2 separate regions of the Mus musculus genome follow, and region 1 is linked to region 2. A link is a contact called in public Hi-C data. All regions are on one chromosome and are shown on one strand. The core of a region is the stretch at or near the end of the contact, and the rest is flanking DNA. Distances in the headings are between cores, read along the strand shown. Region 1 overlaps Dpyd (dihydropyrimidine dehydrogenase). Region 2 holds the start of Dpyd (dihydropyrimidine dehydrogenase).

Region 1 (5,872 bases), core at 2,032-4,531, 110 kb before region 2:
AAGTCTACCATCACAGCATTTGGAGCAGCCCTGCTCTGAGTCTATCCATAGTCCACAGAATGTAGACAAGAACCTCCCTGCTATAAGCTTTTCTCCACCCTACGCTGCATGGCACAGCCAAGCCTCACTTAGCTGATAGTACTTCATTTAAATTGAAAGTCCTAAAATGTTTGAAGAACTACTCTTGTGAAAACCCCTTACCTTCCAATGGCTACAGACTTCAAAATACTAACAAACTACAAATGGCCACATCAACCTCACTCTCTGCCCTAAACTGTAGGATTATATTTTTCCCATAGTAAATGCAATTCCACACATGGGGTAGACTTCAGCATCTCAAAAGTATCTAAAAAGAAAAAAAAATCTGCATGTAATTCTTTTTCACTTTCTCTCTCTCTCTCTCTCTCTCTCTCTCTCTCTCTCTCTCTCTCTCTCTCTCTCTCTCTCTCTCTCCCTCCCTCTCTCTCAGTTACTATGCTTATCCAATGTTATTTACCCAGAATATTCCAAAGAGAAAGCTGTGGTTCATATATATATATTTTTTTTTTACATAAAGAGAATTCAGACTAAGGGCATTATTACATGTAGAATCCCTGACAGTATTAAAACAATTCATAAACTGAAAAGGAACAGAGTCAAGATGCATATCAAAGACTAGCCAGGACGGAAGCTGGATGAGGACACAGAGTGTTGAGCACAGGCTGACTCCTCTCTAAGTGCACTGATGCAGATGCTTAGTAGAAGATACCAATCAGAAGAAAGGCCCCAGGAGCTCAGGTCAGTCTGTCAATTCCAGCCAGGTCTGGAATAGCCCCTTTCCACCTCCATCCCTAGTTAAACATTCAAGGGTACCCCCGTGGACACCTGAAGTCACTGAAGGCCTGGTGTAGAAATGACCTGATGGGGAAAAGGATGCTTCCATTGCCAAGCCAAACCTTTGACAGAGGATAAAGAAAGGAGCTACTGTTAAGTGTGTGGAAGCAGAGAAGAGCTCAAGTATACAGCCTGGAGATATGACCTTCCCACCCTTCACTTCCACTGAATGACTAGTTCCTCAAGGGCACAACCTGTATCCTTCAGGTCTGTAATCATCACCTGATGTGTTACAGATCTGAAAGTAATATTTTTTAAAAAGGCAAATAATGGTCTCTATCCCTACAAGGTGCTTTCTCCCTGTACTCTAACTCCACAGAACAGTAAGTTTATTATAGTTTTACACCCCAAATTATCATTAAAACCATAAAAGTTCTAAAAAAAATTCCTTGAAATATTTAACTTTTTTGTTTTACAGAACACTAGATTCTATATAAAGTTGATCTGCATCAAAGTCTAACAAAAATATTTTCACAGAGCCTGCCGATATCAGTCCCTTTGCTAACTGATGTTTGCCTAAATTATTTCTGAATGTCTAATGCTGCCCCAAACCTGTTCTGGGGTCTTGGTGCTATCACTGTCCCAGTAAAACTCTTACTGCTCCATTTCTGCTTATGAATTCATGACATAGAAGAAACTTATTATTGATCAAAAAAGTCTATCTACACATATGGTTGTAGTTAAAAAAAAAATTCATCTTGTCTTCCAACACAGCCTTGCTGTTTTTCAAGCAAACCTTGACAGTCCACTCTATACTACACTGTTTCCTCTATACTACTCTACTTCCAACACTGTCTTTTAGCCTCTGTGATCCTCTTCAATTAATTGCCTGTGTTTAGTATTGGTTTTCTGTGATCAGTTCTTCTGAACTGATGCATTATTTTTTCTTCTTGAATTCCATCTATGGTCTCCTCTGTCTAGATATTTTCATGTGAAAGAATGAGCCCCTGATGTATTAAAAACAGAAGGTGCCCACCGACATGATGCTATACAGTCTAATGCTACCGGTTGCTAAATTATTTCACTGCGTCTGGTGAGTCCAGACATGAATGTGTGTGCATACATATGTGTAGGTGGACACATAAAATAGTCAGCCTAAGTAAACAAGTGCATTTCACCACCATGTGATTAAATTCTGAATTGAATTATCTGGACTGCTGCCCTACTCACTGCATGGGTAGTCAGAGGTCACCCCAACTACGTAATTAATGCTGTGTTCCCACCCCCATCCATTCATTCTGATTTTACGAGCAAGATCTCCCTGTATGGCATAAATAGTAGTGATTTTTTAAATTGGCAGAATTTAATAATGATCTTTTTTATCTACAGCTCTCCTACAATTCTCGACTTGGTTTTTCTGGAGGACAGATCTCCTCCAATGCTCACAAGTCCTTGTGTTCACTGTGTTTCCCCATTCACATCCATATCCATTCACATGGCCCTTTTCAGTTCTCTCTGTGGTTTTGGTCTTCAGTTCTTTTATTCAAAAGCATGAGAGCTGGCATCCTCTTTGTCTTCCTGTTTTCAACGTGTTTATTTCAAGATGAATAGAAATTAAATTGCCAAAATAATTGGTTTCTAAATAGATATTAGTATGCACATTTCATGTATTCAAAATTATAAACTCTACATAAATGGCATGTTCAATTTTTAGTGGCACCGTGGTTTTCAGTACAGAATCCAGGACATATTTAAAAACAGGAATTCATTCATAATTCCTGTCCTAGACTTTTCTACAGTATAATTTGTTTTTAATTTTTAATTTAAAATTATTTTGGATAACAAACTTTCTTAGACTGTCAGTGTATTTTATACAGACACAAATTCTCGATTGCACACTCAGTTTTATTTTTCCATCTTTTTTATTAGTAAAGGCATTAACAATAAAATAGGTTTCCTTGCTCCAGCTGGTAATTTCTCCTCCACACTAGTAATATATTATTCCCCTTTTTGTGACATCATAATCATCTATACAGAAGTACCATGTATCTTTGTGTAGAAGCTACTGTTTCCTGTAAATTTAATTACCTCCCCCTGTGGTTTTAAATAGAAGTGGCTTCAAAATGAGGGCAGCTTCTATTAAATTTAATTACTTTCTCCTGCTGCTTGCATGGTAAAAGGGATGTTGCTAAATGAGAGTGGCTTCTAAACTAAAGTATATGGTAGCTGTGTGCAAGCAATAACAAAATTGTGTTTAAACCTGCAAGCAGCCAGTCTGTTAGATTTCCTGTTTCCCGTATTTTAACTTTCTATATCTTAAAGCCATCTTAAATAACGAACTTTAAGATATTTTTTTAAAGTAACGTTAGTTTTATGAGTACAACAACAACAAGAAGAAAATACCACTGCATTGTATAAATGCAGAAGACTGCTGCTGTATGGTTCAAGCTGGGAACTTTTAGTGCTACTGTTGTTGGTGACTTCCTTGTTCTAAGGATCACAAGCTTAGTGCTCACACATTGTTAATGCCTGGTCACATTTTCTTTGATTTTGATCAAATGAATTTAAAGGATGCTTCATTAAAGGTTATTTAAAAAATGATATCAAGGCTGGAGTGAGTGTTGAGAAAATAAAAATACAAATGTTAAGTGAATAAAATAAGGTTATTCATAGGGCTTTGCATGCAAGTGGAAGTAGCTCTATGTTTTGGAATTGTGAGATAATGTAAGTCACTTTAAAATACTTTTTAAATGAAATAAAACAGAAGATGAAATGAAGAAAAAAGAAACCTTTTTCAAATTAATTATTAATTAGGAAATAGTACTCAGCTAGACTACCTTTACACAATGTTTATTTTAAACTCACAGGCAGAATTTAGATGAACAATATTTCCATTCAATCCCACAACTTAGTCTAAATATAAAACAAGACACCCCGTAAGCATTTTAAGTAACAAATTAAACATTTACATTTTTTACTGTGCACTGAGGCTTAACATTTATGCAGCTTCAAAACCAAAAGTACAGCCTCAAGGGAAGTTTCTCCACTGACAAATTAATACCTTAGAGAACAGAGCTGAATGCTGGCGATGAACTCATTTGTTCCCCCAATAATGAAGAATGACTTTTTCTTTACCACATCTGTGACTGTTGCTATGGTGACCCAGACTTACCTCACTGCTTCTCGGAGAGCTCCTCGCTCACCAAGAGTCGTGTGCTTGATGTCATCAAAATTACTCTCCAGCTTCTCACAGGTCTGCAACACATTAAAACAGTGAATTAATTTCCCACACCCACCAAAGAAATTACGTCTATGCAGTTATGTAAAAATATAATCGATTGTATTGATCAAGGGCTCATGAAAAATAGGCACGCGGCTTAATTGGGTAGGATTCATTACAATCGACAGTGAAATTCAACAGCCACAAACTCTCCAGTCCTATGATGCAGCTGCAGGAGAAATCTTCTCATCAGACTTTCTTCAAAATAGGTGTTAAAAAAAAAAAAAAAGAGTGTCACACAAAACTAGCCAAACTGCCAGGGTTTTTCAGAATAGCAATTAGTTTCCTAAAATAATCTCAGATTCGTTAAAGCCAATGCAAATTTAAAAGAGAAAAATCTGTAAAGGTAAGTTCAAAATCATATTGATAAGTGTGTATGATAATGATCTAGTTCAAAATTGGGTAATGTGTACCGAAACGGAGCGGGCCAAAGTATGAAAAAAAAAGTGCCAGATAAACATCACAGATAAACCTTATAGGTAGCAAATACACCATTGCCAGTACATTGGATTTTCTAAAACTAAATTTAATTTATAAGCTACACTTATAATTTAATGGTACACTTTACACCAACAATTGTATATAACTTAATAAGTATCAAAAACATAGAACTGATATCAAATTTTAGCCTAAATAGGTAATTATTTTAATTTTTCAAATATTTAGGTCACAAAACAATAGTTTTGTACTTTGTTCTTTGTAGGGTTTTTTTTTTCTCTTGTTTTCAATTTTACAAACTGAAAAGTAAATAATAATTAAATTTAATTATGAATGTATTATTTGTTTCCCAAGTTATAAAAACAACATGCTGGGCTTCAGAAGACTACAGAACTTAGATTATTGATTTCCAATGTACAAGGGTAAATTAATTTCCAACCTACTAATATGCAATTCATCATTCCCCCTGAAGTCCTTCATTTTTGTGTAGCTCAAGTTAAGGACAAGATCATCTTGATGCATAACCAAATTGTTTTATGATGGAAATCTAAAATATTTCTAAAATAATTTAAATATAAAAGTTTTTATATTTAATGATGCTCAATTTATTATGTTTTCTAATATATGGTTAGTGCTTTGAGTGGCCCATTTATTTGAAATATTCTTCAAAACCAGTAAAGCCTCCTTTAGCATTTTTCGGGAAGCTTTGCAATTTTGTATTTCACCTTTTGATAAGCCATGCCTTTGAGATGACATCTATATAGTTTAAGACTGGAAATCACATCATTTGGATATCAATAAAATGCTATTTCTCTAAAATACCATCTATCATTGGGAGCCACTTTCCCATAATTAAGTTTCAGTGCCTACAGAATCTATTTCTCAATAGCATTCTGATCAATTGATCAATTTTTCCACACATGTGTCAGTACTACACACCTTAACTATACATATATCCACACTAAAATGAATTAATTATTCCTACAAATTAAGATAGGGAAAAAAACGAAATTGAAAGTGGCAAAAATGGCACATGAAGAAACTTTCATGATGAAAATTCAAATAGCCAAAAAACGTCAAGTTCTATATGATTAGTGAATAGAAAAAAAAGGAAACCTTAAAACATACCTAAGCTCCAATCTGTATTGAAAATGTGTAAAATAAAAAAGATATAACGTACAGTGTTTTTGTTCGAGTATGAAAAGCATTATACTGGTAATAACCCTGTGAACTGTTGCAGTCTCTTTCCAAAAAGATGGCTGTAGTTTCAACAGCCAACTATTGGCCCATGTATCCCAGCCCTGCTGTTTTACACTTGAAATAATGTTTAGTGTTTTTATC
Region 2 (6,529 bases), core at 1,472-3,971:
TCAGGACAATATCAACAGCCAACAAAGAGCACTGCTACCCCCCAATCCCAGCACTTAGCCAGACTCTGATCCAAGCTATGCAACAGCAGAAGATGGCCTGGCCTCCAGGACTGTTTCTGTACTTTCCACAAAGACAACAAAGTTTGGTTATATAGGCTAGGGCCTCCCCAACGTCCAGGGTATCATTTCTACATCTACCCAAGGACTACTCTAGGTGTTGCTGAGTGTGCTGGCTCTCTACTATATTTCCATCCCTTTCCATTCATGTGTGATATAGGACTGAGCCTAAAAATTAGAAAGAAATAGACATAAAACATCTTTGAAGATGTCAGTAACCTGACAAAATATTTTGGTCTGACTCTGAAACCAGATTCTACAAGTAGCTCACTGGAAAAATTAAACCTCTACGATAGTGAGTGGCTATTGATACCTTCTCATCTTTTTCTCAAATAGCAAGTGCCTTATCAATGTATTCTTATTCCCATCTATTTCACACCACTTTTAAATTACCTCCTCCATTTCATGGAGACAAAGACAATGATCACAATGAGATCAGCTTCCCCACGATGGTTTTTAATGAACAACATGTTCAGGAAAGCTTTCGAATTTGACAGAAAACTAAGCCTTCATAATTTATTCTGATTCTTCAATACAAAGAGAATTTCAGTAGGTTAACAGGATTAACGGAGGCATCTCTGTGTGAGTGTGTTCCTCCGGCTTAATGTACCTTTCCTCACTGTGTTATATTTTAATGATTAATTTCACGCTCTTTCATGGTATTTTTAGCTCATGAATCATGGGTATTACTTTGAGGGGAAAGTAAAGTATTGTGGGTGAAAAAGAAAAAAAAAGATGCGACTGATGAGAGTGTGGAGCACACAAGTACAAATGCTGAAGACAGTGAATGCCTCCACTCCAAGTTGTAAGGTGTGCATCAAGTGGGAGTCACACACAGCAATGTTACGCTCATCTGAATGAACCAGGAAGGCCCAGAGGGAATAAATGTTCTTGATGAAAACTTATACAATTAAACTGGACACTTCGTACCTCACCGGCATCATTTTCCTCATAAGAATACAGATAAGAACTGCTTTTTCAAGACAAGCACATGAGAAACAACATAAAACATGAAGTCAGCTAAGCTTGAAACACTCTTCTGAAATTAAACAAAAGCCATCCGATCTGTGACACCCTGATTCCTGACAACTGTAAAGCCTGGATGCTGCCAAAGGATTGCTAACTGATTTACTTTAACAAAACCAAAAATGTCCCAGGGGTGTTAAATCAAAGATAGTACCCAGAGACCATGACTTCGATCAGACATGGTAGGTATCCTGTGCCCTGCATGCACACACATATAGTTCATTATATCAGTCATATTGTTCAATAGCCAAGAAAGAAATTGTGAAGAAAAGTCTAAGTAAACTACACAGAGAAAGAAGTCAACACGTTATCCTTTGCTCTTACTGCTACAGTGGATTTATCAAAGGAAAATATGAAGGCTCTTAGAACACTATCAGCTTTCTTTTAAGAGCATATAAAGGTTCATTATCACTGACGGCAGGGTGCGGGGAGAGCAGGGTGCAGAAGAAAACCAGTTAGCTATCCTGCTGCAAACAGGTGTCTTTAAACTTGTATTTAAAGAGCAGAACAAACGGGGGAGGGGGAGGGGGAGGGGGAGGGGGAGGGGGAGGGGGAGGGGGAGGGGGAGGGGAAAGGGTGTGTTATTTCTAAGCAAACACACAGAAGGTGGGAAAAGGGGGCCGGGCAGGAGGGAAGGAAACAGTAAGGGAAGAGAACACGAATATTCTACAAAAGTTTTGTTTTGCTTTTATCTCGAAGAAAATTCCCTAAACAAAACGGAACTGAAACCTGAGAGACACAGGCTTTGATTCAGCGTGATTAAAATCACGGCCATAACTCAAATCTTTCTCCCAACACACACATTAAAGTATATAGAACTCAGAGGAAAAATTTTTTGCTATTTCAGGTAGGGGATCGTTCTCAGAAAAATGAGATTTTTGGAAGAAACAGAGAACAAGAGAGAATCAAACACTGTTGAGAGGAGAGAACAGAGCAGTTTGTGTATCTCTTTCCGGGGAGGTCGCACTTTCCAATGTCTTCTGTACTTCGTTCCATTTTTTCCAAATGTGAAATTAAGTGGTAAACAATACCAGGGCCAGCGCCGCTCGAAACAGCGGCCTGGATCTTGGATTTCTATGCTCCACTTTTGCATACTGCGGGGCTTTGTTATTATAGGTGGGTCACTGGGTGGTTGTCCCACAAAACCACGGAGGGGACAGAGGAGGAGTTAGAGGGTTCCCTGGGCGGGAAGTGGAGCTACTGTCCCCTGGAGTCCAAGCCTCTGCACTCTGAGCCTCTGGGTCACTATGACTTAGGGCAGAGAGAGACGGCCACTTTTAAGTCTCCTACGAAGTAACCAGGTCCTGGTGCCGGAGTACAGTGTCCAGCCTGGTCCGCAAGTCTCTCCCGGGGAAACTTCGCGGATCTCCAGCTCTGTCCCGGGTGCGCCCCCGGGCCTCCCGCCCCTCTGTGACCCTCCCACCCCAGGGCCGCGGTCGGTACCTCGATGTCCGGCGCGTCCCTGCTCAGCACACCCGCCATGGCAGCGCTTTCTGGCCTCAGACTCCCGCACACAGACCCTCCCTCTGCTGCAGCAGCCTCCAGCCCCGCACCAAAGCCTCAGCTTGCCCCAGCACTGGTGCACTGACTGCCCGAGCCAAGGCAATATGGAAGGGGCGGGGCTATGCTAAAGACACGCCTCTGGGGCGGGGCAACGCTCAAGGCACGCCTCACAGCCACACCGTTCCACTGGTCCCAAGCTGCCGGGCTCTGTTCCAGAGAATTTCTGGTTGTGCTGGCCTTTGCTCCCCAAGGTTGAGTTTGGTAGGCGGGTTTAGGTGTCAGAGATCCCCAGAATTAAAAGCAAACAATTGCGTCTTTGATGTTCTTCTGAGTTCTGAGCCCTGCAACGTGCAGAAACAAAGATTAAAGAATAAGATGTCCCAGAACTCTCCAGGGACCAGGGAGTACCTGTGTTCCTCTGGCCACCAGCAAATAGGCTGGAAGGATTTTTGAAGCTGTTCTGGGGGAGTAGTAGTATTGGGGAGCCTAGGGCACAAGAAGACAGACAGACATCAGTATCCACAGTCTAGAACAGCCTATAGTGAGATGGTTCTCAACCTTCCTCATGCTGCGACCCTTTAATCTGTTCCTTATGTGTGGTAATCCCCATCCATAAAATTATTTCATTGATATTCCAAAATCATAATTTTGCCATTATAAGTAGTAATGTAGATACTTGTGTTTTCCAATGATCTTAGGTGACCCCTGTGAAAGGGTCTTTCCACTCCCAAAAGAGTCCCAGAGGGGTCTCCATGCACATGTTGAGAGCTACTACTTTAGTGAAAGGGTATCTGTAGAGGATCAAGGCTTTCTTTCTGCATGGCAGTCCATGCCTATTTTTTTAAAAATATATAGTAATATTCTAAAATGTGACGTTCATAAATATGAACAGGGGTTGTTTATTTTGTGCATTTGGTCACATAGTTGGTAGGGAGAAACAATGATGTCATCAGACTAGTCCTCTCCTCAACTTTGTGGCAGCCTAGGCGCCAGACCATTTTCTAAGTCGGACATCTTCTCTCATGGTGCTATCTGTTTCTTTTAAGGCACACAGGGCACTTCGTCCTATTGGCTAGATCATGATAATTTTGGAATCATATGATTCCCTCCTCGCTGGTATTTTTCGTTACTTTATCCATTTTCTTTTAATTCGACATGTACTTAACGCTTCGTTTTGTTTTCAGTGTAACACTGCCATGTTGGGTTTTCTAGATGTGGTCTTCAAGAAGGCTCATCACTGCTCTGACAACAAGACTGGCAGGACACAAACTGTGGTGCCTGCACTTGGCAGAAAAAGAGGAACACATGGGGGGCAGTCTTGGATGCCTGGAGAGGGCTTATAGTACAAACCACCTGGTTACCTTTAAGGTCTTGAAACTTCCAGTGGTTGGACACATATTGTCCCTTCAATCAACTATTAGCACACACAAAAATTAATAATAATAATAATAATAACAACAACAACAACAATAAAAGCTAGAGGGTTAAATAGAACCCCCAGATTCACCCTTGGCTTCTGTATTCTCACTCATTCATTTAATCTTTCTCCAACTTTAAGGATTTTTCCATTCTAACCAGATCTTGAGTCACTTGGAAACGGGTATGTCAGCTTCTGCTGTTAAGTCTCCTGAACTCTAGAGTGGGATTCTAAATATGAATTAGCCCCCTCGCTCCCCCACCCACAAGATGTGACCTTTTTCAGTGGCCCAATGCAGCCCACATACAATTGGGGTTTGTTTGGTTGTTGTTATTGTTGTTGTTGTTATCCTTCTTGTTCATATCTGCGTGACAAGCTCCTGTCCACCTTCTACCTCACTGGGGTCTCTCCTCCCTAACAACTGTTACACCCACCAAGCATTGTTCTGAACTTTCATCTCTTCCCTGATTCTCCTCATTTCTCTCCCCAAGATACTGCTTCCCTTCTCACTAATCCTTGAGCCTCTGAATCATTCCAACCACCAAGAGAAATTAGACCTGCCCTGCCTACCTCTGCCATTCTAGCTTACAACAGCCTAGGTTTTTCTTAATGGTCATGTCAAGTTTATTTGCCTGCTCATTCGCATGTGACTTGCTTGATATAAGTCTTCTGTTTCAGATGCAGGTTCCAAAATAAACAGGATCAGTGTCTGACTTCGCTGTCTACTGAACATGTTGTTCCTTGTCTGGGCTTGAAACATACAAGAATTACTGACTAAAGGGACAGGAGATTCTGCATTTAAAAATGCTTTGGAAAAACTGTAGTTTCTCTCCATTGTGGAGAATGAGTCACAGTATCAATCAACAAATCTGTGATTAAAATAGCTCATTGTAACTACTTCTATATTCAGGAGTATAGTCTAAGGGCAAATTCTCCTCTAGTTCCCAGGATCCAAACTTACCTCCAAATTATTACCATTTCTCTAAAGTCAACCATGTCCTTGTGGAGATACATAGCCATCATAGATAATCATAAGTACCAGCAAAGATACATACATGTTCAAATATTGAAAAATAATGTGCACAACTTTTATGCACAAGTGTACACATATAGCTCATATGTCTTTAGACCAATATTATGTATATGCATTTATTCCCCACTTCAGTCTCTGAAGTTCAAAGCAATGCTGAGTTTGCTAAACCATGTGTTTTCTCAAGTGACATTTCAATGAAAATATTATCAGATAGCAATCAATGTTTTGTCTGGCTCTAGCATGCATTATGCAAAGTATTGGATTTCTTACGGCCTTTCCATAAATTTATATTATACACTTTAATCTATTATAGCCCTCTATCTCTTTCTCTTAGCAAACTCCTTCCTCCTCTTGGTCTTCTTATTTCTAAATAGTTTCTCTTCTATATTGGTGCCTTAACTTTTAAAATTTAGATTTTTGCATTTGGGTACTAGCATACAAGTTATTTATATAAAATATATAGTACATACCCACAATTTCTTTCTGTGATTACTATAATTTATATAACTCTCTATGAGAAGAAAAATCTGAAGCATGACCATATTGGTCAAATTCAAGAGTTTTATGAGTTGCCATTAATAAGCTAAAATAGATTTCTAAAATAACTTCAGCATGCCCCAGCTCCACCAAGCAGATGTATCCTCTTCTAAAATACTTAATTAAGGCATCTGATCACATTGTTCACAGGCCACACATATTCTCTGTGATCAGTGATTAAATCTAATAATATTTTAAATCTAATTAAGTGCCACATTAAACACCGTTGTATCTGTAAATAATCCAAACTGTAGAAAGATCCTGCAAACACCTTGACACAACACTTTTAAAAAGTTGTAAGTTATGATGGCATTTGTCAAGCTGCCCCTCCATCTGGAAGCAGAGCCAAATATCAGGTGTTCTACATTAATTTTTTGTAGACTTTGGAGAGACAGTTCATCCCTCAACTTAACAGTTTACAGCCTATGAATGAATATTATATTATTATCGCAGTCAGAAGGCTTATGAGTCATCTTTAATTTCGTATCTGAAAAGTTGTTCGCTATCACAGATTTAGAAACAAAATAAAAATTCAGGTTTCCATATGCTCTTATTTTCTCCCTAGTAGTCTAGCATTAGACAATTTTTGGACATGTTTTGGAATACTATTTTTCTAAAAACACAACCAAAGACTTTAGATGATCATGACCTTACTTTCAGTCCATCTGATTTTCTAGGATCAGCATATTCATATCCAAACTGTCCAGAAGAATAATGCCTGAGGCAAGTTAGGTCCAAATCTTCCTAATATTCATTTCTCAAAAAGATCGTAAGATGCATTACAGCCAACATTATAAGATGGAGACAACTCTCCCACCTACATGTAAACATGTATCACATAATGTGATTAAAGGAACACATCACAGAATTATGAACACCTTACAGAAACTTATTAG

Evidence for each region. A called contact is a pair of places that touch in the nucleus more often than the background predicts.
Region 1: a contact with region 2 is called in a Hi-C map of the N1E-115 cell line, with 7 times the contacts expected there. The contact joins the enhancer-like site here to the promoter of Dpyd in region 2. A contact is called at or near these places in 2 of 39 promoter capture datasets (both in liver), 5 of 484 Hi-C or Micro-C datasets (the N1E-115 cell line, astrocytes, cortical neurons and 2 more), 1 of 115 datasets of contacts at active chromatin or transcription factors (hepatocytes) and 2 of 9 other capture datasets (adipose tissue and liver).

Annotation. Positions count from the first base shown.
Region 1 is chr3:118,672,685-118,678,556 of GRCm38.p6, reverse strand. Dpyd (dihydropyrimidine dehydrogenase) reads right to left here. Exons shown (of 23, transcript NM_170778.3): 3 at 3,986-4,068. Among named protein-coding and RNA genes, the nearest start is that of Dpyd, 110 kb to the right of the region's middle. Within about 2 kb of position 3,281, at least 33 of the 459 cell types and tissues checked have an H3K27ac peak or open chromatin away from gene starts, as enhancers often do. A contact at or near this core is called in the N1E-115 cell line and forebrain, where this site is marked.
Region 2 is chr3:118,558,372-118,564,900 of GRCm38.p6, reverse strand. Dpyd (dihydropyrimidine dehydrogenase) reads right to left here and starts at 2,721. Exons shown (of 23, transcript NM_170778.3): 1 at 2,587-2,721. The coding sequence starts at 2,625.